5 separate regions of the Mus musculus genome follow, and all the other regions are linked to region 2. Evidence: chromatin contacts called from public Hi-C data. All regions are on one chromosome and are shown on one strand. Each heading gives the region's core, a stretch centred on a gene start, on an enhancer-like site or on the middle of the called end of the contact. The rest is flanking DNA. Distances are from core to core; before and after follow the strand shown. Region 1 holds the start of Ptger4 (prostaglandin E receptor 4 (subtype EP4)). Region 2 holds the start of Nipbl (NIPBL cohesin loading factor). Region 3 holds the start of Golph3 (golgi phosphoprotein 3). Region 4 holds the start of Rpl37 (ribosomal protein L37). Region 5 holds the start of AW549877 (expressed sequence AW549877).

The links. A called contact is a pair of places that touch in the nucleus more often than the background predicts.
Region 1: a contact with region 2 is called in a Hi-C map of pro-B cells, with 16 times the contacts expected there. The contact joins the promoter of Ptger4 here to the promoter of Nipbl in region 2. A contact is called at or near these places in 2 of 484 Hi-C or Micro-C datasets (CD4 T cells and pro-B cells).
Region 3: a Hi-C map of B cells shows a contact between it and region 2, with 6 read pairs. The contact joins the promoter of Golph3 here to the promoter of Nipbl in region 2. A contact is called at or near these places in 2 of 484 Hi-C or Micro-C datasets (B cells and CD4 T cells).
Region 4: a Hi-C map of uterus shows a contact between it and region 2, with 4 times the contacts expected there. The contact joins the promoter of Rpl37 here to the promoter of Nipbl in region 2. A contact is called at or near these places in 2 of 484 Hi-C or Micro-C datasets (B cells and uterus).
Region 5: a contact with region 2 is called in a Hi-C map of B cells, with 5 read pairs. The contact joins the promoter of AW549877 here to the promoter of Nipbl in region 2. A contact is called at or near these places in 2 of 484 Hi-C or Micro-C datasets (B cells and myeloid progenitors).

The regions. Positions count from the first base shown.
Region 1 is chr15:5,242,893-5,247,290 of GRCm38.p6, reverse strand. Ptger4 (prostaglandin E receptor 4 (subtype EP4)) reads left to right here and starts at 3,104. Exons shown (of 3, transcript NM_008965.2): 1 at 3,104-3,608; 2 at 4,096-4,398. The coding sequence starts at 3,593.
Region 2 is chr15:8,442,320-8,446,200 of GRCm38.p6, reverse strand. It overlaps Nipbl (NIPBL cohesin loading factor), which reads left to right and starts at 1,738. Exons shown (of 47, transcript NM_027707.3): 1 at 1,738-2,076. LOC102634078 reads right to left here. Exons shown (of 3, transcript XM_017316813.1): 2 at 2,237-2,486; 3 at 338-2,138. The coding sequence ends at 910.
Region 3 is chr15:12,319,080-12,323,082 of GRCm38.p6, reverse strand. It overlaps Golph3 (golgi phosphoprotein 3), which reads right to left and starts at 1,587. Exons shown (of 4, transcript NM_025673.2): 1 at 1,127-1,587. The coding sequence starts at 1,351. Gm52210 (a long non-coding RNA gene) reads left to right here and starts at 2,505. Exons shown (of 2, transcript XR_003951630.1): 1 at 2,505-3,182; 2 at 3,350-4,003.
Region 4 is chr15:5,114,523-5,118,675 of GRCm38.p6, reverse strand. It overlaps Rpl37 (ribosomal protein L37), which reads right to left and starts at 2,063. Exons shown (of 4, transcript NM_026069.3): 1 at 1,992-2,063; 2 at 1,254-1,389; 3 at 973-1,057; 4 at 1-109. The coding sequence starts at 1,994. The coding sequence ends at 40. It overlaps Snord72 (small nucleolar RNA, C/D box 72), which reads right to left and starts at 255; the gene lies at 196-255. It also overlaps a transcript of Card6 not described here.
Region 5 is chr15:3,993,233-3,997,537 of GRCm38.p6, reverse strand. AW549877 (expressed sequence AW549877) reads left to right here and starts at 1,792. Exons shown (of 6, transcript NM_145930.3): 1 at 1,792-1,923. The coding sequence starts at 1,824. It overlaps Gm2093 (predicted gene 2093), which reads right to left and starts at 1,499. Exons shown (of 3, transcript NR_045740.1): 1 at 1,454-1,499; 2 at 54-133.

The DNA of each region.
Region 1 (4,398 bases), core at 1,855-4,354, 3.2 Mb after region 2:
TTTCCCAAACTTTCAATGTTCCCTTCCAAGTATTAACCCTGCCTGACCCTGCTTGACTTCTTAGGCAAAGACATACTGGAGGTAGTATGACTGAAGATGCAACTTTCAACTTTTACTTCCAAAGACTCATTTTAAATTTTAAGAATGGTGAACCAGGGTAGGAGAGATGGCTCAGTGGCCAAAAGCACTTGCTGTTCTTGTAGAGGATTCGGCTTTGATTCCCAGCATCCACAGACCAGCCTTCAGCTTTCTTTCTGTGACACCAGGTCCAGGAGATCCAGTGACCTCTTCTAGTCTCTACAGGCAGCAGACACACATGTGGTGCACAGGCATCCATGCAAGCAAAAGACCCAAATGCATTGAAAATAAATAAATCTTAAGGAGAAAGAGAAGGCAACTCCTTACAGTTACAGAACATAAGAAGGAACATTGTGTTTTTTAAAAATGGTAGACCAAGCGCTAGGTGTGGTGGCACATGCCTTTAATCCCAGCACTCGGGAGGCAGAGGCAGGCGTATTTCTGAGTTCAAGGCCAGCCTGGTCTGCAAAGTGAGTTCCAGGACATCCAGGGCTATACAGAGAAACCCTGTCTCGAAAAAACAAAAACAGACAAAAAAAAGAAGATATAGATGAGCTTCACTGCATTTTGTTTCAGCTTCGTAAACTGGATTCTTATTTTCTGTTAGCTTAAAGCTATCGTGAAGAAAGTCTAAAAGATTAGCAAGCAAATGTCTCAGTCAATAACACATCCAATAATAGACACTGATTTTTCCCAATAGTATACTTTAAGATACTTAATAATCGTGCTTTTTAGGTGTGTTTTTAATAAGGTCTCATAATACAGCCCAGACTAGCCTTGAACTCAGTCTTCCTATCTCAGCCTTTCAAATGTTGTGAATACAGGTCTGTACCGCTATGCCCACCTTAATATACTCTCTGTCATGAAAAATTAATACCAACAATTTTTAATTAGAAATTTCTCTGAAATGTCATAACTGTTCACAATTCATCCTTACTCTCTTTGCAAACCCTCTCTTACCTCCAAGATCTCTGCTTGTCTCCCTCTCCCTCCTTTCTTCCGTTCCAACCAATCCCTTTCCAAATTTTGTGAGCCTGGGCTTGCTTTATATCTAGTTTATCCAAGGCCATCTGTGTGGACTGAAACTATTTCCTGTAGCCTGAACTACACCAGTATTAATTTTTTGCATTTCAGGAACTTAAAGAGGAAAGAAACTGGGAAGGAGTTTGTTAGCAGGCTATGAGGAATGTCGTCTCATGTTTTTCTGACAACCAGCTAACATGAGTACCAATCATACAGTGTGGCCGGTGAGGAATGGGGGTGCAAGGTAGTTTCCGTCCTTATTTTTCTGGTGTTGATTTGTGTTCTGTGCTGACACCATTCTAGAGATTACTCTCCAAAGGACATGCAGACACCAAAACGACATCAATGGTGACAGCAGACTCAAAAACTGAACATCACCACTGACTTTTTTTTTTATCAGCTAAGAATGCTTTCCCTTCTGATGTTCCTGATGAAAAGGCTTGCACACGAAATGTATTTTGATACCCACATGTTCCCTTATACAAGTAAACACAATTCTGAGTACTTCTCTAGGCTGAAGTTAGTTGAAATCGTAAAATCTTGGTTCTCTCACTACTCGTTTGTTTCTGAGGCTTGCTGAAGAATCATAAATTCTTGGCAGATTTAAAAAAAAAAAAGATTTATTTATGTGAGTACACTGTAGCTATCTTCAGACACACCAGAAGAGGGCATCAGATCTTATTACAGATGGTTGTGAGCCACCATGTGGTTGCTGAGAATTGAACTCAGGACCTCTGGAAGAGCAGTCAGTGCTCTTAACTGCCGAGCCATCTCTCCAGCCCCCATAAATAACAGTAGAGGCATACCTACTTGTTTCACACAAGATTCAAGCCACCTAGTTACCCGGTTAGATGCTAAGCATGGAGTGAGGTTTTTGTAAGAAGTTGAATTGTTCAGAAAACCATACTACAGTCTCATTGTGTAGTTTTTAAAGGATCTGGTGACAGGGTTTTAATTGCCCCCTGGTGTTTTCCGATCTTAAATTCTGTTTTTTAGGAGAATAGTTGATAATTAAGAAATGATTGTTCCTCATCAAAGAAGAAGCCGAACAAACTATAAACCAAAGAATAGGGAAAGGCAAATAGACCTTTTCCGAGTTAACAAAGAGGCAACGCCTGGAAATTCGTTAATTTGCTTGAATTTCAAACCCCTCTCATCCCGCAGGTGAAGATGGCTAGCAGAAACTGAACAGGAAAGCACTTGTTTCAGCCTTCCTGAGGAAGAATGCTCTCTCTCTACAGTTAAACAGTCCCCCTCAACTAAATCTCAGGTGTGCCTGTGGGCCACAGGTCTCCAAAGAAAGCCCTAAACTCTGCCATCTAAGTGAGAAGTTGCAGTTCCGTGTTGCTCGCCTTCCTCCCCGCCTCCGCTTTGGTGCCCTATTGAGCGCAGCTAGGGCACTGCCAAGTAACTCCTTTTATGGTGAGAGGATGGATTCTTAGTCGCCTCCCCGCCCAAGCCTGGTACCTACTCACCGTGCCTCTGCCAAGTCCCACCCGGAGCTCTCGGGCGTACACACCCACGGACAACCACACACCCACTTTTCCTCTCCGCTCTGTGGCTCCCGGGTAGAGCCCTAAAGCAATTGTCCCGACATCTCAAGACCCACATGTTTGATCTGTGGGTGGAAGATGCGAGAATTTAACCACTCTAACCCGCAGAGCAATGTAGACCAGACACAGGTCCCAGCATCATTCCCGCTAAATGCCCAGCTTGGGAGTGGCGAAGCTCGAGCTGGCGTTTCCTGGGGACTCGATCTGGGGGGTTTCGGTACCTTCGAGGGAGGGAAGGCACTGAAGCTGCACCCGCAGCCGGGTGGCACCCCCGCAGGTCCCTCCAGACCTCCGCAGCTCTCCGCCCCGCCCTCCATCACCGGGCTCCTAGGCGGTGCTAGAGGAGGTCTCGCCCCGCCCCCTTTCCAGATCAGCCAATGGAAGCCCGGGCCGCGCTATGACTGTCTCCGCCCCCTCCGGGGAAACTTGCGGGAGGAGAAAAGTTTGTTCAGAGGCTGGAGACGCCGAGAGCGAAGCTCGAAACCCGGCAGCGGGAGAGGAAGATGAACGGCCTCAGGTCAGAGCCCCAGGCCCAGTGGACCCCGTGCCGCCCCCAGAGCCCAAGGAGCGGCCTCAGCGGCAGCCGCCTTCTCCGGTAGCTGTCCGTTCAGCCCGCTGCTGGGGAGGAGGGAGCCCGGACCTACGCTCTGTTCCACCTGCACGCGTGGCGGCGACACACCTGGACGCTGACCTCCCGCACTAGACCTGCGCGGGCCCTGCAAAGCTGAGACTCGCCTTTGAAAGGAGGAGGCGTTAGTAAATCAAACAAGAAACCCCAGACTGGTCTTCACCGACCCATCCCGCTAGCCTCTCTGGCTTTCCAAGCTTTTTTGAAAGCAAGATACTCTGACCTCAGTTCCGGAAAGTTGGCAGCCACCGAGCCCCGGTTCCGAGACAGCAAAAGCTTGACAAGTTCCGCACTGCGTGGGAAGAGACTGATGGCTGAGGTTGGAGGTAGGTCCTGAACATCTGAGGCCTGAGCCTTGGGCACACCGGGCTCCTAACCCCACCCTACAGGTAAGTCGGGATGGAGGTCTTTGCGTGTTCAGGCGCTCTTCCGGGAAACCAAAGAACAGAATGTCCCATAGTGTCCCAAAATGTCCATAACTTCTTTCGATGAGCATTTTATCCATTCTGTGGGGAATATCACTAGGGAGTCACTTTTCCCTTGAGAAGGGTCTTGCTCATCTCGGCGAGGGAATGAGCTGATTATGGAGCGGTGGGGGTGGGGATAGGCGGGAAATAAATATATTAATGTCAGCAGAGCGGTGCTCTTGACAGAACGGATCCAGACCTTGGGAATTTAAGTAGTCACAGTTAATGAGTAGCTACCGATGAGGAAGTTGGATCTGGGTGCTCTCCTTATCTCTGCGACACAGCATTTTGGCCATGGGTCGAACACCTTGCAAGTGGTAAATGGCTCGTTTCTCTTTCTCTCTAGGTACCATTCCTAGATCGAACCGTGAGCTCCAACGCTGTGTGTTACTAACCACCACCATCATGTCCATCCCCGGAGTCAACGCGTCCTTCTCCTCCACTCCGGAGAGGCTGAACAGCCCGGTGACCATTCCCGCAGTGATGTTCATCTTCGGGGTGGTGGGCAACCTGGTGGCCATCGTAGTATTGTGCAAGTCGCGCAAGGAGCAGAAAGAGACGACCTTTTACACTCTAGTATGTGGGCTGGCTGTCACTGACCTTCTGGGCACCTTGTTGGTAAGCCCGGTGACCATCGCCACATACATGA
Region 2 (3,881 bases), core at 489-2,988:
ACAGAAGTGCTGGAGGCACCAGGGTGACATGGGGCAAAACCCTGATGACGAGGGCGCCGCCAAGTCCCAGGGGCACTCTGGGGAAGGGGACGGCAGAAGCATGGCGAGGCTTAGTTCTATTTGCACGGATATCAAGCCCGGACCTTTTCCCCCACTTGCAGGACTCCTTGGGCCGAAGTCACCGCCCTGACTTACTCCCTCTGGTCGCGATAGTCATCTAGTGTCAGGAGTGCAGAAATGACAAAATCTTTAACACCTCACCCCCAGTGACTTCTAAAGCAAAAGAATAACCTGTAGGCGAGCTGTCCTATACATCAGTGCATAGACAAGCAAACGATTAACGCTGACAACTTATTTTATTTAAAAAAATATAATATGGTTCCTCCTGAGTAAAATGTGCTTACCTACTGGCACTTTTTACCTGAAGAATTAGCCCCCTTACAATTTATACAAAAACAAACAAACAAACAAGCAAGCAAACAGAAAACTGTGTGGCGATGAAATGCCCTCCGGTTTTACAGTAAGACACTACCATCGGGTACGGTACTGTATTCGTATTCACATTTTGTACTCCAGCCTTGTCCAGAGCCTCTGAGTTTTCAACATACAGAGGAAAACGATGTTTTGAAGTGCGCCGGTGCCGGGGCTCCGGTGCCCGGCGTCAGGATGGCCTGGGCTCCACCCACACCTAGATCGCAGCGCCAGAGCGACCGGCTCCTTGCTTGCACAGCGTCGCCTACAGGCCTTATCCCGACTACCAGGGAGGCAATCAAAACCACCGCCAAAAAGGAAAAAAAAAAAAAAAAAAAAAAAAAAAAGAGGCAAGTCCAGCAGCCCTCTCGTATTTCCAGAAATTAATGCACCACCACCACCACGATCACGATTCCAACTCAGCCAGGCTGGGAGTCTTCACCTCCGAGGACTGTGTTCTTCGCAGAAAATAACCCAGACAGACATAGGATCCGGCCGCTCCCGGGACGATCCATCCATCACGGCTGCGGGAACAGCGTTTGAAAGGTCGGCATCCAACCCGCCGGCAGCGGGAGCTCGGCTTCCCCCCGGGGCCCGGGGCCGGCCAGTCAGGGAGAGCAGCGCGGCCTCGGCTGGCCGCCTTCTCCGGGATTGAGGGTGGGGGGCTATGAGGCCCGGAGCGCCTGAGAAGAGGGAGATCCCGGCCTCACGCCACCACAGCGGACCAGCGCCCGGCTGCTGTCGCCTCGAGGGGGACCAAAAGGAAAAAAAAAAAAAAAAAATCAAGCCGGTCACCCGAGCAACGGCGTAGACGCCGTCTTGCAGAAGCGACCCCACGGGCAGCATCCACGGCCGTCCGTTGCACAGGACAAGGGCACGGAGCAGAACCGCCGCTGCTGCTCCCGCTGCCTCCGCCGCTGTCGCCGCCGCCGCCGCGCCTCCGGAGCCCGCGGGAGCCGGCGCGCTGAGGCAGAGCTGCGAGCCCGAGTGGCGGCGGCGGCGGTGGCGGCGGCGGAAGTGGAGTAGGGAAGAGGGGGTGGTTGTTAGTGTTTGGCGCCGGCGGAGGGAGTCATTCCTGCAGCTGCACTTCCGGTCGGCATTTTGTTCTGAGAGGGAGAGACGGAACGAGAGAGAGAGACACACACACACATACACACACACATACACACACACACACACACATACACACACACACACACACACACTGGGCTCCTTCCCCCCCGCCCGCCCTCCCGTCCCTCCCTCCCTCCGTCGGTACCGACTCACCCGACACCAGCAAAGCCGCCAGGGAGGGACGCCCCCGCCGCCAGGAGGATTGGTTCCCGGGCCCGCGGCGATGCCCCCCCGGTAGCTCGGGGCCCCCGGCCGGGTGTTTGTGTGAGTGTTTCTATGTGGGAGAAGGAGGAGGAGGACGAAGAAGAAGCCGCGATTTGTCTTCTCGGCTGCTCTCCCCCCGGCTCTACATGTTCCCCGCACTGAGGAGACGGAAGAGGAGCCGTAGCCACCCCCCCTCCCGGCCCGGATTATAGTCTCGCTCTCTCGCTCTCTCTCTCTTGCCACCGCGGCCTCGGCCTCCGCTTCGGATTCAGACGCCGATTCGCCCAGGTAAATTCCTGCTCTTTTATTTCGGCGGCGGCGGTGGCGGCGGTGGCGCCGGCGCCAGGTCCCTCAGCGTTTCTCCTCCTCGCTCCCCTCCCCGCCGTTTCCTCAGCGGCCCCGGGTCTCTTCCACGGGGCGAGTCGAGAGAGTGAGTTCGCTCGCTCGCTCCTCTCCGGCGGCAGCCACCCTGGGTGGCGGCGGCGGCGGCGGTGGCGGCGGGGTTCGTAGCCTCTCCCGGCCGGCTTCGGTGACGGGGAACCGGGCTCCCTGCCGGGCGGCCGGGGAGGCGTAGGCCCGGCGGAGAGTGCAGGCCGCGGGCCAGCGGAATCTACTTGAGCTCGGGGATTAGGAGAGCTCCGGGCTGAGCGGAGCGACTGCTGGTCGGTGACAGGCCTCGCCCGGGAGAGGAGCCGTAGCTAGTGAGGAGGCGGAAACAATACAACTATCAGCAAATGTGCCCCGATCGTCCCCCATATTTACAACTTTCCCGGTCCGGGAGTGGGGAACGTCCCAGTGAAACAAACAACCCCCCTTCTTCCCCCTGTGACCCCATGAAGGGAGGAAGTAGTTTCAGTTAGTGAAACAAATGTAAATACTCAGACACGGCTACAGTGGTAATTCTCTGCCAAACTTGTTTGGACGTTTTGGAAAGTTAATAAAGACTGGTTTCCTTTGTAAAAGGATCAAACCGTCCACATGTATATTTAATCTAGAAAACCCTAGCGTTGTGCACACTGCACATCCCCGCCCAGGAGCTTTTATGTTGTTTGACAGAGTGTGTTGCACATGGACTTTTTATTCAAAGACCAAGTAGAAAGAACTTGACAGGTTTACTCCGACACTTTGTATTTGTATCTGTTATGTAAGGATAATTTTAAATGACTACATAAAACTCTCTGGATACTTTTTAGCCTAAACGGGTGCAAGAATACAAAGAATTCTAAGTGTTTTTGAGCGTACATGGAGATAAGGATGAAACCTATTTTCTTTCAAAGGATAGAAGTTAAGTTGCACTTAGAATCTTTGGGAGGTTTAAAACACACATACATATACACACATAGAAGGTGCCATCCTTTCTTGTCAGGGCAGATCTTAGTGAGTCCCAGGATTGTCATTGGCTGTTTGTACCATGATGTTTGACTGTGTAATGAGCGAGGTGTCATTTTAATAGGTCAAATGTATCTGTAGATGCTGGAGAAAAATACCAGTTCTGTATCTTACCAAGTTCTAGTTCACGAGTAAGTTAGATGTTGGGAGCTTGTTTCTCGCGGCTTTGGCAATGGAAGTTGGTGTAAGACGGAAATACCTTTTTAAAAGTCCTCAGACTTTAAAAATTGCACAGAAAAAGAAATGTCCCGTTTGATACTTTGTTTCATATTCGCTGAGGGAGAACTCATTTGTTAAAAGGTAGCAACACTACTCAAGGCGGCCCCTCGTAATGGTAGTGGTTAAAATAGCCCTTTAAATATTCTGGGTCTTAAGTTTTTGTCACTGTAGAATAACTTTTTTGCGGGTTATTTTTGAGTTTAGCATGCTGCTTACAAAAAATTGCTCCACCTTTCCTGAAAACGTATGGATAAATGTTAAAAAGAGTGAAGTTAATATAGCTGTCACGTACTAGGCATGTTTTTAATGCTATAAATCCGTGTAGTAGTCAGTAGCGTGTCCGTGATTTGTATTGGTCGGGGAGCAGTTTGAATTTTAAAAAGCCTGAAGGTCCTGCTGAGCCCCAATCCCGGCCTCCCTCCCTCCCACTAATCTCCCATTCCTGTCTTTGTGCTGCCTGCTCCTGTTAGACTCTGTTTGCTACG
Region 3 (4,003 bases), core at 338-2,837, 3.9 Mb before region 2:
AAAAACTCAGCTCTCTACCGCTGCTAAGTCTGAGGAACTAAAAAACTGTTTTATAGGATGAACTGAGTTTTGTTCTGGTTTGTTTCTTGTCCTCCTTCCTGAATTCTGAAAACGTATTTAAAAACAAGATCCAATACCTTTCTGTCTGACTCTCAAAATGTGTTGTCTAGAGTTTCCACACTGAAACGAAACAAACTTCCGGGCCACCTCATCATACATGATTTATGAAACATCCAATCCTGCAAGTCTGCCCTTAAAAATAATCATCTTTAGAGATGGATGGGTATTAATAAAATCAATCAAACATTAACTACAGAATCCAGACATTTAAAAGACGGACACTTGCACTTTTTCAACTTATATGTGTGAAATTCCTAAATATCTGGGGTGACCTTTCCAAACGTCAGAACACAACTTAAGCCTACCTAAATCTTTGCAGTCTTTCATCAAAGCGCAAACTTGGTATTCCTCCCAGCTCTTCACAAGCCCTCCCTTAAAATGGCAAAACGGAAAGGACGACAGCAGATCTAACCGCAAAACTAACTCATCGCTCGCTCAAACCAAGTTCATCCAAAAAGTAACTTCCTAGGTTTTATATCAACTTAGTATTGACTTTTTAAAACAATACCCAGTAAAAACAACTTTGCTAATTTCTTAACCGCGCGCCGCAACTCAAGTTTTACATAAGAAAGAGGGCCGACAGCAAGTAGATCCGCGAACCTCTCCCGGGTCTTAAAACCTGCAAAAACTCAATACTTGGGAGCCGCGGTAGCCCCGAGTCTTTAGATCTCAACAGTCTTGGGTTGGAGTTGCCATTATTTGCGGCAGACGGCGAAGAAGAAGAAACGCAAAGATCGCCAAGACTTCGGAACTAAGAGTGCTTGTGAGCAGAGGACGGGAAAACCCAAGCGAGCACTTGGTACCGGGAGGATCGGGAGCACTCGGAGCGCAGCCGGAGAGGGCTGACTCCCACACTCCTTGGGACGAGAGGGCGCTCAGGGGCGCGGGGCTCCGGAAGCAGGGACAGGTGAGGCCTCGGCCAGCGCCCACCCGGGCCCCACCTGGAGCCACCCGGGTCCCGCTGCCACCCCGGCTGCCACCCCGGCCGGGGCCGCGGCGCCCGCACCTCTCGGTCCTTGAGGCCCAGCAGGAGCACCTCCTCCATCAGGGTCAGCCGCGTTTCCTTGGAGTCGCCCTTGTCGTCGTCGTCCTGCTCGTCGCGGCGGCTCTGCGCCTCGTCCTCGCCGCTGCCGCCGCCGCCTCCCGCCGCCCGCTCCTTGTCGGCAGCGTTCCGGGAGGCCTCGGTGCGCCGCTGCACCAGGCCCGAGCTCCGCTGGGTCAGCGAGGTCATGGCTCCCGCACAAGAGCCGCGCCGGACCGACAGGGACGCGGGACCGGCCGGCTCTCCCTCACGGCCCCGGCCCCGGGAGCTTCCGTGTTAATTCTTGGAGCTGGGGCGATGTCCGTGGGCTGCGGGGCCGAAGGCGGTCATGAGGAGCCGGAGCTGGGCGAAGCCGGCGGGCCGGGCGTCGATGGGGTACACAAGGGAGCCTTCAGCCCGCGGCTGTGGCCCCCCACACAGCCCAGGAGCCCGAGCGGAGGCGGCGGCGGCGGTGGCGCTTCCCAATATGGCGGCGCGCGCTGACGTCACCGGAGGATGTGGCAGCGCCGGCGCGGGGCGGGGCCGGGGTGCCGGAAGCGGCGCGAGCGGGGGGCGTGGCTAGCCGCCTCCCACTTCGGCGGACACTTGAGCTTCTGGACTCGCTAGTGGCCCTGAGTCTGGAGACGAAAGGTTTGCGATCGGTGACCTGCCCGGCTTTCATCCGCCTCTCAGTTCACTCTAAAGGTCCGGCCTGGCGCCAGCGACCAGTGAGATCTCTCCTGGATCCCAGAAGCCGAGGCCAGGCTAGGGCGGACCCCACTGAGACCTCAGCATCCCTGGGGATCAGCCACTATAGCCCGGGTCCTCACTACCTACGGGGAGGACTTGGCTCTTCGCCTGTGAAACTCCCGAGTTTCAAAAGGAGTCATCTACACTCGGGCGTTTAAAGCTGTTCATGTACTGTGCTCTGGCGTAGAGAGGTTAAACAAATTGACGAATTGTGTTTGTAAAACTTTCCTACCTCCGACTGCGGCTGTAAAGTGGTCAGGGCGCACTGTACTGTTAGGACAGCCGACCTTAGGATTCTTTTATAGCGACAGTAAACCTCTTGAGTTTCATGCCACGTCTTTGTAGCCCTAAATCTATTTTCGATGTAATTACTAGGTTCAATCCCTTTGGCAGTTTGTGCAAATCAAGTTAAAGGAAAAACTGCCAAACCTGAGAAGGGTTTGGAGAAGTAGAAGGGCGGGTCTTATGAGAAAACATTATCCAAAAACGGTATCGTAGGTCTGTCCAGTATTATTTAAAATAAACAGTAACCATACGCAGTGAGTAAGCCAGGTTTAGACAGAATATTCCCCGCGCCCAAATACGTTGTCTCAACTCCTACGGGGACAGTAAGTCCCAGTAGGTCCTCCCACCCACAGCCCCAAGCTACCTTCCCTTTTTCCTGAAAAAAAAAAAAAAAAAAAAATGTGTCCTCAGCCAGTTTCTCCCATTCACGTCACCTTTTTGTTCCTTCACCTTTCTGGTCATTCTTTGCCAACTGACTTTAAATGTCCTTTGTAAATTAAATGGTTATTTAACTCAGAAGGTTAAATCCAAAAAGCACAAAGCTGTGCGTACAGGCTCTGCCTGTTCGGCTAGTTGCTCCTGTCCCTGCGGAGATTTTTTTTTTTTTTTAAATGGGGTAAGATGTGAAGCTTCGTTGGGGAGGTAGTCAGTGGGCACAGTACTTGAGGACAAATTAGAAACTGGCATCTGGGAGGCAGAGGCAGATTCCTGGAGGCTTCCTTGCCAGTGAGCCTCGCCACATGGGCAAGCAAATGGGTAAGTGCCTAGGTCCCAATAAGAAGCCTTGCCTCAGAAACAGTGTGAGGGCCCAGCGAATGGCTCAGTGGGTCAACAGCTTGCTGAGCTAGCGTGAGGACCAAAGTTCAAATCCCAGCACTCATGAGCACCAAGTACATTCCTGTAATAGCAGCCTTAGGAAGCTAAGAAAGACAGATCCTGGAAGCCTGTGAAACAGTTAAAGAGGATGCCTGAGGTCAACGTCTGGCCTCTACAAGTTCATGAACAGGTAAGAACAGCAGACATAAAACACACACTAGATAGATAGATAGATAGATAGATAGATAGATAGATAGATAGATAGATAGATAGATGAGATAGGAGCAGTACCTAAGGAATGATCACAATTTGTTATTTGCTTTGGTTTTGAGGGCTTTTTGTTTGTTTGTTTTTTAGTTTTGGAAACAGGGTTTATCCTGCCTCTGCCACAAGCTGGGACTAAAGGCGAGCACCAGCAGCACCCAGCTGCAGTTGTTTTAAATGTGAATCCTCATCACCTTCACCTTGAATGTGGCTTAAACTTCCAGCGGTAGACATCTTGATTCCCACCCCCACCCCCCACTCCACCCCCATCCATATCTGGTTCTATCTATTCACTTGCCGGTACGTGATTTTTCCAATTCAAATTTTATAATAATTTTGCTTCTTTTTATTTTCCTGTTTTCCTGTTATTTCTCCATTAATTTTTCCATGTAGATAATACACCTCTCTTTCTCTCCCCCGCCCCCCACCCTTTTCTCTGCCCTCGTGCCATCTGTCTGCATGTCTACATACCCACTTGCCTGCCTCTTCTGCTTTCCCAGGCTCTCACTCCACTCTCTTCCCTGAATATCTTTCACACCAGGTCTGTGTGGTGGAATTTCTCAGGGGCACCCTTTTACATGGGTCTGCCAAAGGCACCCTCCTCACCAATTAGATTTCCTAACATACCCAGTAAGAGAAAAGAAAGGAAAAGGAGAGGAAAGGAAAAAGAAAAGCAGGAAGGAAAAGGAGGAGCAAGGAGAGGAAGATTTAAGAAACAAATATTCCTAGGGGTAGCTGGTCCCACCC
Region 4 (4,153 bases), core at 814-3,313, 3.3 Mb after region 2:
TTGAAAGCAGAACATTTATTTTATGACTGATTGAAATCCTTAAGAAGAACTGGATGCTGCGACAGCTGCCCTCTTGGGTTTCGGCGTTGTTCCCTCACGGAATCCATGTCTGTGCCATGTTAAAGATAAGAAAAAAAGTTAAAGCAGCAATATCAAACATTGCCTCCAAATTGATCAAGCAGACCGTAATGAGCTTATCTCAGTTAAATGCTGAAATCATTATAGCAGTCATATGTTCAGACATTTATTTTTTAGGACATCATTGATAAGCTATTAGTTTACCCTAATCAAGACACCCACATTACATTAAAGTTAACTGTCTCAACAATTTTGGGCTCATTTTCCCTATTTCCACAAGAACTAAAGTATTTATGAAGCTATTCCTTAAGCTATAAAGGACAGGTCCTGGCACCTTTCCTTTAGTAACAGGAAACACTGACCAAGCTTAACAGGATCTTGAAGCTGCTCAACTCAGAAGTCTAAATGTTAAGTAGCACTCATTTCTACTCAATACTACATAGGAAGATGAGTGATTCTAAGCACATAAAGGTTAATCAGGCTCAAAACATGCCACTAGCCTATCAAACACTAGCAAGCCACTACACATCAAGTTCACAAAACTGGACTGAGTTTAAAACAGAGACAAACACAAAAGCACCTGTCAAAGCACAGACCCCACAGGAAAGTCTAAGAGGGGGGCTGGGGATTCTGTACTTTTAAGGAACATCAAGGCCTAGCCTCCAGTAAAAAGATACCCATCTATGTTATGACTGGCACCCAGAACAGCTTAGCAGACTTGAGCAAAGTCTGGAGGCAGATCCAAGTAAGCTGCCCCCCAGATCCCACTCATAGTCTTGACAAATGTGGGCGTCTCAGGCCCACACCAAACCCCAGTATCATTCCTACCCTTCAGTAAGAGTGCAAAGTTTCATCCTACCCTGGAGGACCAATGACATTTAGCCAAAACTGTACCTGAATCTGCGGTAGACAATCTTTAGGTGCCTCATCCGACCAGTCCCGGTAGTGTTTCGTCTCTTAGCCTTGGCACTCCAGTTATCTAATAAAAAAAATAGGATTCCAAATGGTTTTCCCAAGCACCCAGTGTCAGCCCATTTTCTCAGTAGTGTCATTACTATGTTTTAACCACTCAGCCAACAAACCAACCTCCAAAGTTGTTGCGTGCCAAATGTGTTTTCTATTACATCGCTACCTCAGGTCAAGGTAAAAGCCCGCCTGCGGATTACAGTACTTACACTTCCTCTTGCGCTTGGCAGGGTAGCCACACTTGCCACAAGTCGACTTCTGAAGGTGGTAGGCCTTGGAGCCACAGCGGCGGCACAGCGTGTGCGTCTTGTTGCGACGCTTACCAAAGGATGACGTTCCCTTCGTCTGCACATTAAAAGAAAAAGCAGGAAAAAAAACCCCACATATAAGCAACTCTGAAATCTGACTTCTCAATGTACTCTGGCATTTTCTTAGCAATGAGTATGGATGAGACGTAAACAAGATCCACACGGGACAAAACGGTGTAAAGATTTAAATCTTAGCACACAGGTAGGGTAGGTAGGAAGCACTACCGGCTATCCACACGACCATTATAATGCCTTACTCTGCGCGGACCTAAGCCTCCTTGGCTTTAGGCGTTAAGGACAACATTCTGCCCGTCTCTCAGTCGCGGTACTGCCCACCAAGCAGCCGGTTTCTCGGCGGCTGGGGACAGATGTCCCCAAGCCTGTCCTGATCACCCACCCGGGGCTGCAGTGCGTACGTCTCCTCCAAAGCCCAGAGAGACCCACAGCGGCGCTAGGACCGTGGGCCGGGCTCTGCACACAGCAGCCATCCTTCCAGTTCCTGCGGACCACAGCACGCCGTCTCCTCGCCCATCAGCTCCCCTCACTCGCAACCTTGTCACCGACGCGCCGGGCAACAGGCAGGACAGCCCGAGGAAGAAGGATGGAGAGAGATTTACAGAGCCCAGAAACCACACTCACCATCTTGCTTCTACCGGCGAGGCCAAAGAGACCGGAAGAGAAAGCACCCCCGCCACTTCCTGTGGATAAGCTTCCGCCCAGGAAACTACTTCCGGCGGGTCTTGGTGCAGCCCTATCAGGCCTCGGGTGCGGAGGTGTAGTCTCCCGGGCGAGAGAGCCAGGGAGCCGATTGGGCTGCAACACCGGTAGGGGGCGTGCCTGGCGCTGTGGCTCCGCCCTCCCCAGCGGCCCGCCTCCTGGTTGGAGAGGGTTTCTGGCGGTGTCGGGGCTGCTGCGGTGTTGGCAGTCCGTCTGGTTTCCGGTCCCGGGGCTCGAGGGGAGTCAGACACCCAGTGCGTGGCGGCGCCCCTGGCGGTTGTGCAGTGCTGGGACTGGGATCCCGATCCGGGAAAGCCAGCCTTCCCAGGTTCGTTTTGATGTGGCCGCTCGCTTGCCTGTATGGAGAGTTGGTGAGAGGATGGAGTCACGAAGTGTCTCGGCGAGGGTAGGAGCTTAGTTAGCTTCTGACTCGGGCCGACTCGATTTCACGCGGTGGTCATTCAGAGGCCAGTTGTTTGATCGCACTCAAGGAATCACACGCGGAACTTGTTAAATAACAGCTTCCAGCCAGCGCGCCGCCACCAGGAAATCTGACCCTTTTAGACTTGAGTACAGTTTGCAAGTCTGTACTGTATAAAACACTTTCCTAGATCATTTTGAAATAAGTAACCCTAGACATCCTTGATTAGCGCTAATGCAACTGTCTGTCCGCAATCCCAGTAGGAAACATGGAGAATATAGTACGAACATTGATGAATTGGGGAAAAGTCTCAGTCATACCATCTACATACTTTCTAAAACAAATGTGAGAATCGCTAGTCTATCACATTCAAAAATCTTAAGATAGTGGACAGCAGAACAAAGCAAACACCAAGGAAGCTTTTTGTTTTGTTTTGTTTTTTGTTAGCAAATCGTACCAATTTCTTCTAGGGGAGGGGAGTAGAAAGAAAAATGTATAATCCTTTCCACTCAGAAGTAGTAAACTGAAATCAGAGGAGGGAGGAGATAGGGCACACGGGAGAGAAAGCAAACAAGCATTCAAATGGTTGAACTGGACTATAAATAAGTCTTAGGAGACTGGGTGGCAAATTGCTATAAATTTAGTAGCATGAAGCAACACAGATTTAGTCAACGGGTGTAAACTTTCAGTTATGGGAAATAAATTCTAGGGTCCTCTTGCATTACTGTACCTACAGATAACAAAATTGTATCGCACACTTAAAATTGTATGGCCTCTGCCTCCCAAGTGCTGGGATTAAAGGCGAGCGCCACCACTGCCGGCCTCATTCACAGTTCTGCTGGGAAGCACAAGTGAGGCTTGGTTTGACTAAAATTGAAATGTAGTGCTGAGGTGTAGCTCTGCTCAGTCGCTGTTTAATTGCTGTCTTTCACCTTGCAGGCCAGTAATAACCTACCTTACGTTGTAGTACAGTTTTCTGTGTTCTTCTACTTTTAAGACCGCTTGTTACTACATTCACCCCACCTAGATAATTTCTCCATCTCAAGGTTAACTAACCTGAAACCTTAGTGCTCTCTGCCACCTCAGGATTTATCACGTCACTGGATGCTCTCGCTTGGAGTACTAAACAGCTCTTTTGGGATGGGGTCATGGAGTTGTGTCTACAGCATTGACTATGAAAAATGACATTAGTGAAGAAAGGGTAGGCTGGGCGTTAAACCACCAAGGAGCCCACCCTCAGAGGCAGGATGTCACTGACCTTATCCAAAGACGTGCCTACAGCTGAAGTTATCAGACAGTGAAATCATTTTTTCTCTCTAAAGTGAGTTTGTTCTTTGTGGTGTGCAGGAAATCCGCACATCGGTTTTTGTCCTGAAATTTATGCTCCAGAGCCTTGTAGGAAGCCCTTCAAGTTTCCAGGCTTCTACCCAACTGCTAGGTTTAGGTAGGTCCGCAGCGGCGGCGGGAGCGTGTCCACAGCGGCGGGACATTATTTTTTCTTTTCTGTTCTTTACATTTTTAAGACAGGGTTTGTGTTGCCCAGGCTGATCTCAAACTCTTGAGGCCAAGTGATCCTCCTGCCTCAGCCTCCCAGGTGCTGGCAGGTAGTGTTAAGGTACGGCACCGAGTTTGGCAGCTTCTGAAACTGAGTGGGCCATTTTTG
Region 5 (4,305 bases), core at 543-3,042, 4.4 Mb after region 2:
TGGTTGTTGCCGGTGTCTCTCTGTGATGAAACCAGCTTTCTATGAGAACTTACTTTGTTAAGATCTTGAATAAACCACAGAATCATGTATTCTTTAGTTTGGAGGTTAACAGTCTCATCCTTCTCCTCCTTATCTGAAAAAAAAAAGACTAGATTTCCAACTCTCTCTCTGAAAATGAACACACCAAAATATCAGTTGAACAATAATTCCCAGTGTTAAGACTTTCCATATAGAATACTGTAGTTTGATGCATCATCATGATTGTAATTTTTTTCTTTATGTGCATTTTGCCTGCATATATATGTCCGTATACAATGCCCATGGAGATCTAAAGAGGCATCAGATGCCCTGGAGCTGGAGGCCTAGACAGTTGGGAGTGGCCATGTGGTTGCCAGCAATGATCTCTCCAGCTTGTGCCTGGAAATGTTATTTAGTGCAGTTTGGCATGTTAGAATATGGGTCCTTAATTTCTGTGGGATGCTTGCTTGTTTGTAAACTGGGTCTCAGTATGTACTGGCTGCTCTAGAACTGCCAGCATCCCCTCCAGCCTTAGCTTCTCAAGTTCTGGGATTACAGAGTAAGTCAACACTCTAGCATAAGAGTTTGAATTCTGTAGTTCACCTTGATTATAGAATGCAATTTTTCTGGCCTTCAGATTCTTCATTATAAAGTATCATAAGGATTTGTTGTTGATTATTGTTTTCTATTAAAAACCATTTTCCCAAGTACGTAAGGGCATTACACAAGTACCGAAGACACAGAGCACGTGTTTTTTGCTCTGTGCATTTAGAGTAAAATGACAGGAGAAAAAAACTGGTCATCATGGCCACTTGCAGAAAAGTGACTGTGGTTAGTCACTCTTAAACGATCACATTACTATTTTCATAGTTTAAATATTTTCTACCAGGCTACAACAAAAACCTTAAAATTAAGATGAAGGGTAGAGTTATTCAAAATATATTGTGCCAAACCGGGGGAAACAAACGAACAAACAAAAAGCCAAAACAGCATTAGATTTCCGTGGCCATAGGCAAGAATTAGCATTCATGGAATGCAAAGCAATTTGACCACTTGAGTGCTGATTAAGACCCGGAAGAACACTTAACACTTGTCAGGAAGGTCTCAAGGTGAACTAAGACAGTGAGGTCGCTGCCACGTTTAGGTCGCAAGACATTTAAGGTACTTTAAGTGTGAGCTAGCCAAGATCAATCCGGAGTAAAAACAAGCTCCAGGGTGAAGATTCGGGGAAAGCGTTATGCCAGCTAGCAGGCTGAGGACTGCCAAGTTGTCTGCCCTCACACTAGGTCTCGCAGCTTGGATGAATCTCACCCGTCCGCAGACTTCCGTTTCTGACCTTCCCCCACCACCCCCCGCCCCCACCATTACAATCAAGTTTTATTTTAGTCCACCTCCTTCACTACAGCGCCAACCGCTGCAAATCCTCTTTCCAGACCTTCCAAACCGCCCTCTTCCAGCCAGCTGCTGCGGCTGCAATCTCCCTGCACCCGCGGAGAGAGTCGATGTCCTATTGGCTCAGCTCGGGGCATGGTCGGCTTCCGATTGGTTGAAATTAGAAGGCGGGAGAGAGGTGTGCCCTTACATCATCGACTGGCCCCTCGCAGCACGGGATTGTGGGAGGGAGAGGGCCACTGGGAGGAACTAAATACCCGGAACGACCTTTGCGGGCCGGGGCGGTCGTAGCCCGGAGCCTATGTCTCCGCCCACCGGCTGGGCGGGCTCCGCCCCCACTCCGCCAGCCAGGCCGTCAGGTGATCTGGGGCTCACGTGGTCACGTGGACAGGGCGGGCGCGCCCGAGCTGGCCATGGCGGCCGCGGTGTCCGGTGTGGTGAGGCGGGTGGAAGAGCTCGGGGACCTGGCTCAGGCTCACATACAGCACCTTAGCGAAGCCGCGGGGGAAGACGGTGAGGGAGCGCCGCAGAGGGAAGTGGGCGGACGGTGGTGAGATGCGAGGGGACCGCTGCGCTCGGTGGCCAGAAGGCGCGGCCTTCGGTCCGAGGCGGGGTCCCTGGTGCTGGCACTGCTGAGCTTGGTCCCCATTGGGCAGTCATCTGCCCTCTCCTCAGATGTCCTGTTACCCATGCAGCGTTTTCTACGTTCCTTGAAATCCTTTTTGTTTACATCCGACCAGATGTGTGGTGTCGAATCTGCGAGAAGGGTAGACTTTAAATAAAAGTACACACGGACTTTCTCCGGAATGTTCATACTGCCCAGAAAATGAACAGTATGTTTTTTTGTTGTTTTTTTTTTTTTTTTTTTTTTTTTTTTTTTTGCATTCAGAGAGACATGCATGACAGTTCACTTTTTCATTACTGCCTTGTAAATTTCCACTTTGTTTTCAATTCAAAATTCAGCTGTAAATACATATTGTACACAGTTATGGTGTAATTTTAATGCTCCCCCCCCCGCCCCATTTTAGTCCTTAGGTATTTTCTTAGAAGGGAAAATAGGTTAGGAAATACGTCATTCTTTTGACATCAGACTCGGTTTGCTTTTTATAAATTCTCAGTTGCCAATTGGTTCGACAGTAATCTTTTTTTGTTTTTTGAATGTTGAGCCTTTACCATCCATGAGCTTTAAAATTCTTGTGATTAGAGTCATACGATGACCGAAATGAAACATTTCTCCCAGGTGATTGACTAGTTGGTGTATTTACGGAATCAGTTCTATAATTAAATGAAGCACATATGACCACACTGAGGCTTTTTATCTTTTGGTTTGTGGCAAGCGGAACATAGAATTTGTAGTCACTGTTACCTCCCTGGGTCATGTGTCAGCCAGAGCTCAGGTAGTCTTACTTACTTATTACTGAGCCTAACAGTAATTCATATTTTCTTATGAAAGAATTCTATGATCCATTGTGAAAGGAGGCCTGGAAAGGAGGTTCAGTGTTCCATGGCCTTGTTTGGAGGCTTTGTTTATACATCTGAAAATTTACTAAAATCATAACTGTAGCTATCTGCTTTACAATCTACTAGGCAACATTGACGTTAATCTTACTGGAGAATTACTAACAGGGCTTACTTAACACCAGATTATATGTATTTGAATTATACTTGGCCCTTTTTCATACATCAAAATCAATAGACATCGGAAATTGGTCCCTTAGCTTAACAGTCATATGTTTTTCTTGAGTTGTCAGTATCGTTAGTTTCAATTTTATTCAAACTAGATAATAGAGTGCTAACCATCATTCCACTTAAGAGTGCTCTGTATTTATGGCCATATAGTTCTCATTCTTAACAGTATGATATTGTCCTGCATAGACTTATAAGAAGGACCTTCTCTGAAGATTATAGGAACCTTCTCAGTTTACTTTAAATATTTCTAGTAGAAAGAATGTATTTTTATGGACTTTTCCAGAATGATAGATATGCCACCACCACACCTGACCTATAATAATAACTATGACACTCCTCTTCAGCAGCGACTTCAGCAGTTCAGCACAAGTCTTTGCATTTACAGTAATCTCAGAAGTTAACGGGAAAAATATAAATAGCTTGTACAGGACGTGGGGAGGCCGATGGTCTGGACCATTTTGGTTCTCAGTAGAATCTTGTTTTCTGGGTAGTAGGGTGGTACTTCTGGGCCAAGGAGAGATGTGAAGACTGCTAACTTAAGAGCGATCTTATAGCAGTAGAAAATCCTCTAAAGCTTAAGGTCACTAAGTGACTACCTGCTGACATAGCTGATGGTATTTTATTCTAACACTGAGCAGCTTATCTGTTCACCAAATACTACATTGTCTGTCCACTGCTGGATGCCTGTGAAAGCTTCTGTAGTGCAGAAAAGATGCTTAAAGACTTTGTGTCTTGTACTGTGGTATGGATATGTACTTCATTAAGTGAAGTAGAAGGGTGGACAGTATCTTTGGGGCCCTCAAAATCAGAAATAAAGAAAATATTGTAGTAAACAGATGGTTGAGTTAAGATGGTAAAGTTTGGAAAGTTGGCTAAGTTGTGGTAAGAAAACATGCAGGAGGTATTGGGGTTTTTTGTTTTCTGTTTGTTTTCCTATAGGTTTTGAAGGAATGCGGTAATTTGTTCAGTTTCAAAGTTTTTTTTTAATAATTTATTTCAATTTTATGTGTATTGGTGTTTTACCTGCCTGCATTTTTGTGTGAAGGTATCAGATCTTGGACTTAGAGACAGTTATGAACTGTCATGTGGGTTCTGCGATTTAGACCTGGGTCATCTAGAAGACCAGTCAGTTCCCTCAACTGCTGAGCGATCTCTGTAGTCCTTCATTTTGACGTTTTAAAGGAATAAGATATAACCCTTTAAATT